Linked DNA regions of Gasterosteus aculeatus: region 1 is linked to region 2. A link is a contact called in public Hi-C data. All regions are on one chromosome and are shown on one strand. Each heading gives the region's core, a stretch centred on a gene start, on an enhancer-like site or on the middle of the called end of the contact. The rest is flanking DNA. Distances are from core to core; before and after follow the strand shown. Region 1 overlaps tmem229b (transmembrane protein 229B). Region 2 overlaps plekhh1 (pleckstrin homology domain containing, family H (with MyTH4 domain) member 1).

Region 1 (4,694 bases), core at 948-3,447, 96 kb before region 2:
TGTGTGTGTGTGTGTGTGTGTGTGTGTGTGTGTGTGTGTGTAAATGGTTTCTCAGGCAGTAGAGCCGGTCTACTGGTTATTGTGGTCGGTTCCTGGGTTGCGTCCTCCTCACAGCATGCTGAAGTGTCCTTGAGCAACACTCCAAACTACTGAGCCGGTGGTCGGCCTCGCATGGTGTGTGTGTCTGGGTGTGTGCGCACTCTAACGTCAGAGTGATTGTGAAGGTGATACCTGGATGCAGTCCATTCGCCATAAAAGCAGTGGCTCTTCTCTGATTAGGAGTCGTAAGCATCAGCATGATGATTTATTGTGTTTTTCAGAATAGGTTTATTCTTTTTCTTTTGTGTGCCGTAATGTTGTCTCAGATTTGCCGAAGTTTAATAATGATGCAACTTTCTCGTGAGACAATGTTCTCCCCTTTGTTTAGTCGTCATGCCAGACTTCTTGATTTGAAAATCCATCCATTAAGAACAAATGAAGTGTTTTTCAGAATTGTCAGTTAGTTTGTATGTGAAGGAAATATGCACCAGAATCAATAATGAAAAGAATCAATGCTCATCTTTCATAACAGATTATTTGTGAGTCACAAAATGTGTTTTTGTTTCTTCTGTGAATAATAACCGAGCAAACTGCTCGTTTCCTTTGGGGTTGTTACTCTTCCTCCTACTCACGTTCACTTTACATGGGGCTGATTCATGTTTTCATTATTGGACACGTCCATCAGCGATTGCGAGGTACCAAAGGATTGACTTTGATACATGAAATGGAAACATGGACTGACTCCTCAGGACCACCGTTAATTCCTCAAACACGATATTCTGGGCTGACTTGTTGCTCAGCTTTTATGCAAGTTATGCAACCCCCCCAAACGCTACTGGGCTACGCGAGGGAGTGACCGTCATCATCATCATCATCATCATCGGTGAGCCAACACGCAGTGTTTCCACCTCACTGTGTCTCCTGCATGTCCGGAGGATGGATTTGCAGAGAGCTGTTCGACACGATTGATAAAATGCTGCCATCCAGAGGATACTTTGGAAACTGCATTGTGAAAACCAACGTTTTATGGAGCTTGGACGACAAATAAGACACACAAAGTTCAAGATTTTTTTTAGGATCAAAAGCAGGCAGATATGTTTGCATGTTTTTTTAAACTGTCTGGATTTATTTCACACATGAATCACCTGGCTTGAAAGCAATAGAGGCTTCTGACCCAGCAATGATTGGCTCGAGCTCAAGGTTAACATCTCTCTTCTCTTTAACAATCAAATAAACTATATTCTGAAAATCTGATGTCTATGATTAGACAACTCACAATGAACATGCAATATACATTTGGTTATTTTTGGGGGGAAATGTGTGAATGGAGGAGTTTTAGATGAGTGGGTTCAGTGTGTGTTGAGACACATTTCAGCTCTCGTCCCACATTTATTAGGTTTCCCATGAAAGTCCCAAAGCCAGTTGCATCACTAAGGAAGGACACGAAGTCACACTGTATAATGACGACATATGTTGCTTGACATGTTTTTGCATTAATATTTCAGAACATTTTGAACTACAACTTCATCATCTTTGCAATTCACACAGATACAAATTCGCAGTCACATCTAAAGCTGCAGGTCTTTAAATTGGCCACATGATGGCGCCTTTTCACCAGAAAAGACAAAGTACCCGTGTTCACACAGCACGGGGACACACGTTGATCCTGAGTCATCGGTCTACATGTTCAGATTTATTTCATACGCTGTTTTTACGGCTAAGCTGAGACAAAGATTAGTTTAAAGTATCATTTGTTATGTCGACCACGTGTACGGTTTCACGTGAACCAACGTGCCCTCTCACTTGAGTCAATGTATAGTTTTCCCCTCTTTGAAGCGCCGTGCTTTTATGACAGCATTATATAGCCTGGACACAATAAAAAAAATAAAGCAACTCATTTATTTCAAATAATGCTTCGTCGGCAGGTTTCCACTTGTTTGCCGTCGTGGCCTCGAGGGAAAAAAACAACCACCCACCTGACTTGTGGCCACACCTTTCGTCAGGTAGGGAGAATCTGAGTTATTGACAGGTCGTGGCGAATAATTTGCTTGGCTTGAGTCCCGTGCAGCTCCGGGCCGCCGCGGAATCCCGGCCTACCCGCCTGTATGAGGGAGTGTCCACTTCAAACACTCCGCTGCACTGATAGCGTGAAACTGCTGCAGCACCGCCCCATCTGGCACCGCGTCTTCGTCGCACCTCCTCCAGTCGAGTCCCTCACGCTCCAAGTATGGAGATTCTCAACCTGTAATCTGCGTCTACCCCCCCCCTGGGGGCAGATTCAAGGGCCTGTTTAGCAAGTGTGTCCTCTGCATGATGTCATGTGCCGGGCCTTTCTCGTCAGACCTCATTTCTCACAGTCTCACGTCTACATTTTCCTTAAAATGGCAACAGAATGAGCTTCTATCACTATTTCCTCAGTAGAACTGAAGTGTGCAGGTGTGGGGGAACGATGTGCGTTTGTTGAGCGTCGGGGAGGTCGCGGAAGGTGTTCTGTAGAGGTTTGGACGGCGACCCGACAAACTGAGCTGTTCCGTCAGATCAGGGCAACATTTTAATTTGCACAGCGGGGAGAGCGAGCGCTCCATTGAGGTGGGGGTGGGTGTTGCTTGACTTGTGAATGAGCGAGAGCTCCGGGACCTTTTGTCCAAACACATTCATACGTTCGCGGCTTTTGAGTCGTTTTTTTTTTTTTTGCTCAGATCCTTCTGGAAAACTCCAGTCAGGAACCAGCAGGGAGGGCAGGTGGCTCGTTGATCGCGCGCTATTCTTTCTCTTTGCCACAAGCCGTAATGTGTTGGCACTCCTCTGGTGAGGCCTAGCGCATCTTCATCATCATTAATTTGGTTCCCTGATGATGAAAAAGTTCAACCCACAGAAATCCACTTTTGGCAAAAGTACTTTTCCACAATGGAGTTGCTCATTTGTCTCACTTATTTTCCGTAAATCCGTACCAGGCCCACTCATCAAGCTAGCCAGCGTTAGAATGATATAATATAAACAATCTTTTTCCTCCATGAGCTGAAGTAAAATCCCCTTCCATTCGAAATGGCATTTTTGCTTTGGCTGCGTCACTGCCATGTTTGACTTTCTGCGGAATGCTCCATTTTCCGAGTTTGACGGTAAGGTGCTCACATTTATCTGCAGAAGGTGGAAAGTTTAAAACACGTATGTACCAGACGATTCGGGGCGTTGAATAAGAATCCAGCTGGACCAGTGAGCGAAGTGCAGCATCGTGATGAGAACACTGGAGACATCTTGTTTCCAGTAGTTCAACTTTAAGTCAAATAAATATTCATTTAAGTTTCGGGACGTTTGAATGAGGGAGAATGAGTAAATGTGGTTTGACGTCACTTGTAAATGTTTTCATGTGTCTCAAATGTTTTACTTTAGGGGGGTCGTTCAAATCCTAAATCTAGTTCACCCCATGTTATTGATTTTTTTTAGAGATTGTGCTTGATGCCTTTTGTTTTGACAGAGACACCAGATAAATGACAGACAGACCGAACCCAAGCAGGGTGATGAGCTTCACTTTTTATTTGGCTGGTGAGTCCTTTTCATGTGACGCACTGTATCCTGACGTGCTTAAACGGATCTCAAACGCCAGGGAAGCGAACTCAGGTCTTCCGAGAAAACAGAAATAAATCCGTCACACAAATGGTTTTGTGCCTTTTTTCTGGCCAGGTGATTTCCCTGAGGTAACTTTGAGCTTTCCTCTCCCTGCTTTGCATCACGTGAAATGAGACCGATCCCGAGTGGAAACCGTCCACATTCTTGATGCCTCTCAGTGCGCCAGTTGGTGAAATCACACATGTCATCGGGTCAGGCCTCCTCGGTTGAACCACAACAACAGGCAGCAGGGTCGCGCCCCCGCTTCTTAAATGTGGACAGTTTGTACCTGCGACCAGCTGTAGCCCCGTTTAGCCAACGGTCACGGCTTATCTCCGGCGAGGATTTGCATAACCAGAAGGAGCGGCCCTTTCAAATGTTGCTTCTCCTGTATTTTGTTTCCGGAGTAATCGTTTGAAAGTGTTTTGATGAGGTGTAATTGAATACAAATTTTTAGTCAAATTCTAAAGTCGTGAAAGGATCCACCAGCTCCTTTTTCTTTCCTTCTTTTTTTTCTTACAATATCACTTTAGAGTTCTGGCAATAAGTGCTTTCCTGATCGTGCTGCAGCCAAGACCAACGGATCGACGCCTGATGTCAATATGTAGAACCTGCCAAAAAACAAAACAAGCGCTCCTCCGCCCTGCCCATTTCTGTGCTCACTGTTTTGCATATTCCTTATTTGCACTGTAAATATGAAGTTCTAACATCCTGTTAATTCCAGTGCCACAGATAATAGGCAAATACCCCTTACCTCTGATTGGTCTTTTGTTTAGAACGCGGCAGAGCGTGAATTACAGTAATAGCTGCTTGCAGCGGAGACAATGAAGCGCAGTTAGTGGCATCGATGTGCTGCTGCTCGTCCCGCGGGTCGGAGGGATGAACCTGCGTCTCTCCTGGACTCTGGGCCCATTCAGCATGTTTCCGTCCTCTCCCTCAGAGGGCTCAGGTCCGGCCTCCTTTCCGTTCAACCCGGTCTCACAGCAAAACCTGTAACAGCTACGTTGTGGAACGTGGTATTCTCACGCTTTCTCCCCAAAATCGTGACA
Region 2 (5,134 bases), core at 596-3,095:
GCCAGCATACAAGGCCTCGGAGCATCCAAGAGTCCCTCAGATTCAAACAGGATCTCCACTGGTGCTGTAATCATGGAGGACAATACCGTACGCGAGCATGAACACTGGAGCCCACTGAGGAAGAGAGGAATTAACCGGCTGCCCTGCACCTCTGACTCAACTCTCTGTGAACCGCCTGTGGAAGCAGGGGTCAGCGGTTCTGGCTTTCGTATCATCTTTCCCTCCCACTCCTCTGCTGTTTCTGCTGGGGGGGGGGGGTTGGTTAAGGAGGGTTTTGTGGAGCAGAAGGGCTCTCAGCTCCTGATCTCAGCAGAGCTCGGGAGAATCTTGGCAGCTCGCTTTGTCTGACAGGTAACGCTCAACGCGGCCGTCCGTGCGGCCCAGCTGTGACCCGGAGAGGCAGGAGGTGTGAGGGCCAAAGGGCAGACGAGAGATAGGTGCAAAGCATTAAATCCTCAGGCCCGCTCGCTTGATTTGGACTCCTCTGGCACGTGTTTTGGATTTTACAATCAGGGAGAGAGGATGTGGGAAAAATAAAGGCCTGCGTGATTTACTTGGGTGCGACAGATGTTCCCTGATGTTGCTAACACCCAGTCCGTTATTTTATTCTGCCGACAATTTGTTTTTCTCTCTATAGTGGTGCAATTTTTCTCTTCCTTCTTCTTTTAAAAGTCTTCAACTGAGCTTATAGGGGAAGTTTTGATTGCGTTGGTTGTACAAGCCTGCTACATGTGTAGTTTTACTTCCCCAAGTGAAATGTTATTTTTGCTAATAGCAAAGTTTTAATATGCTGAATCAGTTGAATATATCACGTAACATTATGAGTTCAGTTATCCTGTGTGAAATCAAAGAGACAAACTGTGCAGCCAATTCAAGGCCACATATAGCAGGCAGAAATGTGGGTTAATGTTAATTAAATGAGACATACATATGGATATGGTTATTTGATTGATCGATGCAGAGATTCGTTCTGGACATTTCACTGAACATTATAAAGCTTAAATGAGGTGCTGGAACAAGGAGACACTGAACATGTTGACCGGGACAGAGTGGAATAATGGGGCTGCACAATAAGCTGCAAACACCACGTTGACATATTATCACCTTTTATACTTTAGCAAGGACTCGAGCTCAAAACAAAGTAACTTTTAATAACTAAAAATACAAAATGCTTGTCAGCAAGCAGGAACCAGATCACAGCAACATCACACACAACCCAAACACGACACAAAGGGACACACATGGTGTAAATACACTGAGGAGGTACAATAACAAGGGAGAGAAAAAACAGAACCAAATGATTCACCTCCACTGAATAGGCCTCCAACTCGCAGTGAAAGGCCGACACTTTCATTCATTTGGAGATATAAAAAAGATATTAAAACACTGCGGTGCTCGTTGATGCATTTCTATGGGACCAAGATTGGGTCTAAATGAAAGAGAAGTCTGAATGTGCCAATAACCCTCGTGTGATCAATCGTGCAAAGAGCCACCGAAACATCCCATCACATCGCAACCAGCAAACGTTAACACGTGAAGACGGGCAGTGCTGTTTTTCTTTATTTCGAAGGCTCATCGGTGTTCGTGCGCACACTCAAGGTAAGAGGAGCAGAAGGAGCAGATCAAAGATGAGGTGGGCGAAGCGCTGGGACACCCACCTCCTCATAAACAGGGGGATCTCCTTACCGAAAACAAAGAGGCATCGAGCAGCCAAACCACATCCAGCGGAACAGGGAGGGCTGAAAGGGGGGGGGGGGGGGGGGAGAGAACACGTTACAGGGGCGGAAAGGTAGAGCAAAATCAGTCATTACTGTAATTACAACCTGAGCCCACTTACTCTCTCACTCAGTGGGAGGAGAGGAGAGAAGGAAAGAGGGAGAGAGGGGAGGTTAGAGCGGCCCAACGGAGGCGTTACCACACAACTCGTCCCGCTTCTTTCTTCAGGGGAACACGCACATAAACACGTTAACGCAGAAGAACGGACGCGCTGCAGGCCCCCCTCCCCTCCCCTCCCCCCCCGGAACCAGTCAGTAATGCGGTTTATGTCGGTAAATGAAATGAGCTATGAAAGGCTCGTCTAACTGTCTTCACCGGGGTATTTATTTTCACTCCCCGCTCTGAGTCACGCCGTCCCTCCCTCTGCTCATCAAACCTCCAAAGCAGAACAGTGTTGGACTGGAGGATAAACACTTCTGAACTTTTTTCTCTTTTATGTTTCACTCATGTAGCACCAAAAACAAAGCTGGAAACCGATCCAAATTATATTCATGAAAAAGAAACTGTTTGCTGACGCGTTAGCCAGTTCACGGGAATCAACACTTACACATTGCGTGTGTTTAATCTGCTCGTTTCCTCCCGATTCCAGTCTGCATGCTAAGCTAAGCTAAAACGCTGCCGATTGTAGCAACAAATCAAATACATTTCATATCAGATGTTTTAAGTTTGAAAAAGAGAATTGCCACATCAAAGGGATCGTTTCTAAGCATCGACCTTGAGTTTTAAACTGGGAAGAGGAGTGTTTTCTGCTACTTGTTTTCTGAAGCGGGTTGGCTTGTGGCCTCCTCTGTGTTTCCCGCTCTCGTCCCCGTGGCCCCCGGCACGTCGCAAACGCTCGCCGGGCGTCCCGCGGGAGGGAAACAGAAGCTCAATGCGGAGTCAAGAGAACAACACCAACAACACCCACATTCTGCCCTTCCAGACCTACAGGTGTTTCATCGTTTCCAAGAAAAAAATCGCCTCGGCTCTGCTGACAGAGAAATACGATCCTAAGTATAGGAAAGAATATAAATCACGTGATGCTCAGTCTATGCTCGCGCGTGCATGTTAGATGTGTTACGTGAAGTACGTGTGGTCCGTCTGTGCGAGAGAAGAAGAAAAAAACAGAGAGAAAATGAGTTGTTTCTGCCACATTTCTACTTTGTTGTAGCAGAGAAAAAGCAAACAGTGGTTCGTTGTTTGCTTTGGCGTTTGTCTCCGTGATTGCCGGTGGTGGAGATCATGCGCCCCGGGCAGAAAACCCATTTGGTTCCACAGTTGGTTTTTAAAGAGCCGTCAACCAGCGGAGCACAAGTGCCACCTCGCGGACACGAGCGGTGCTGCAGTCGCTCCGCAGGGAGGCCTCGCTTTCCCTCCATCTCACTGGCTTGGATACAAATCACAGACTAACTGCACTCTTCACATTTGGGGATATGCATATTTTCTTTGCAGCCAAGACATATTCCATAATGATGGCGAAATATATAAATCCGGTAACCACAGAAAACGTACAACTTTGCGACACAGACCCGGTTAAAACCAGCTCGCAGGAGCCTAAAGAGCAGCTGCCGTTCAGAAACGGAGCGACATGAAGATAATCTGGTCCGACGCACCTTCATCGACCTCGTCTCTCTTTGAACAGTGAGCTCTGCAGCGAGTCACGTCGAGGTTCGAACACGTTGGTGGAGCTGTCGTTGTGGGTCATGAGATGAATCATGAGGTGTTGTGTAGATCCTGTTGTTCCTCGTGGTCATCGAATTGATTCATCTCGGCCTCGTCTCTCGTGATGATGGCTGCTCAATCAAAAAATACTTTAACTTTAACTCAAGGATTATATGAGGGGACCCCCTTGTGCCCCCCGTGAAGATCTCTCAGATATTTTAACACTCGGGTTATGATGTGAGTTTGCGATCATTTGTAGGTGTTTTTTGTTGTTACTCAGAATGTTTGTAGTGGTCAGAACATCTGCGTCCAGATGTCTGTTTGTCTTCCACTGACCTGAAACAACTCCTCTTCCTCCATAGACGCCTTTCCAAACTAAATCCATCTCTCAACGGTTGATTGTCCCCCCCCGAAGTTACGCCTCTGACCTTCTCTCCTTCCACCAACAAAAACTGCGGCTCCCGCTGCGGCCCATTTGGTTACACACATAGACGCGCGTGTTCCGCGGGAAACACACAGTTGTCTCAGACACAACCGGCGTTCCAAGCGCGCATGCAGAACCGCACATCTGCAGCCCAGATGTGCGCCGCACCGAGGTGCTGTTGCGCACAGGATGCTTTGCAGCAGCCCCCCCTGAGGGAGACGCAGTCCGGCTGCATCAGCCTGTGTGTCACTGCTTGTCTCCGCCCCTCGTTGGCCCGCTCCCCGGGGAGGGGGGGGGGGGGGGGTACGACCGTTGGCCCCCCGTTAATTCGGGGCAGATGTTGGGTGCTGAATCGGGTGTTGAATCGTCTCATCTTAATCTCCGGTTCTGCACTTGTCAAATGCGATGTGGATGTATGAAGTTAAAGGAGGAAAATGGGTTTCATTTGTCACACATCCATGAAGGGGAACCTCTGCATTTAACTCATCCTAAGACTCTAGTCGCTGTGGGCCGCTGTACTCTGCTGTGATGATCTCAGTCGTCCCAACCAATGACAGTTCATATGGTTCGTCTTTGAGATACAGAACAATAACAAAAGTACCTCGAGACTCAATATGTAATAAATCACGTTAATCATGAGATCAGAATAAGTACATCTCTGCCGTTCATACTGCTATAGATATCGTAAAAAAGGAGAAATATGTCAGTTTGAGAAACGATAAATAATGATAAATAAACCGATTTAACACATCATAATCGGTTTGCTAGTCAGAGTGTGGGAGCTCAATTCGTCCGTGGCTCTTGAGGAGCTGATACGAGAGTAGTAGTCTGGGAACACAATGCGTTTTCATCTTGGCCTCTAATGGAGGACAATATCTCTGCTGTAATGGAGGAACGGAGAATACCTTTAACTTTAATAACCCTGTCTACATACACTCTGTAAATAGAAGGTAAACATATAATATTGATATAATATATAAGACTTTGTTTTTATTTTAGTATCATCACCAAATGAGGCCGAAAGCATTTTTAAAACATGGATGAAATTAGACACACATCCTCCGCTAAATAAATAGACAAAAGAAAGAGCCTTTTAATGTCCTCACTAAGAAAGAAGTAGTGGAAATGATCTGCTTGCATTTTATCTTTCTTGGAAATAATATTCTTATATCATCATTTTTACAAAAGCATAGCTCAATAAAATAATCAGGTAGTCAAGTTAGCGTCAATTCATTTATGAGTAATATCCAATGACTCAGTATTCTCTAAACATTAGAACAGAAGGTTTAAAGG

The links. A called contact is a pair of places that touch in the nucleus more often than the background predicts.
Region 1: a contact with region 2 is called in a Hi-C map of skeletal muscle, with 5 times the contacts expected there. The contact joins two enhancer-like sites. A contact is called at or near these places in 4 of 6 Hi-C or Micro-C datasets (liver, skeletal muscle and whole body).

The regions. Positions count from the first base shown.
Region 1 is chr15:11,955,949-11,960,642 of fGasAcu3.hap1.1, forward strand. It overlaps tmem229b (transmembrane protein 229B), which reads left to right. Exons shown (of 4, transcript XM_078089672.1): 4 at 1-1,288. Among protein-coding and RNA genes, the nearest start is that of tmem229b, 9.5 kb to the left of the region's middle. Within about 2 kb of position 2,198, at least 5 of the 9 cell types and tissues checked have open chromatin away from gene starts, as enhancers often do.
Region 2 is chr15:12,052,071-12,057,204 of fGasAcu3.hap1.1, forward strand. The region is part of intron 1 of plekhh1 (pleckstrin homology domain containing, family H (with MyTH4 domain) member 1); the gene reads left to right. Among protein-coding and RNA genes, the nearest start is that of plekhh1, 25 kb to the left of the region's middle. Within about 2 kb of position 1,846, at least 5 of the 9 cell types and tissues checked have open chromatin away from gene starts, as enhancers often do.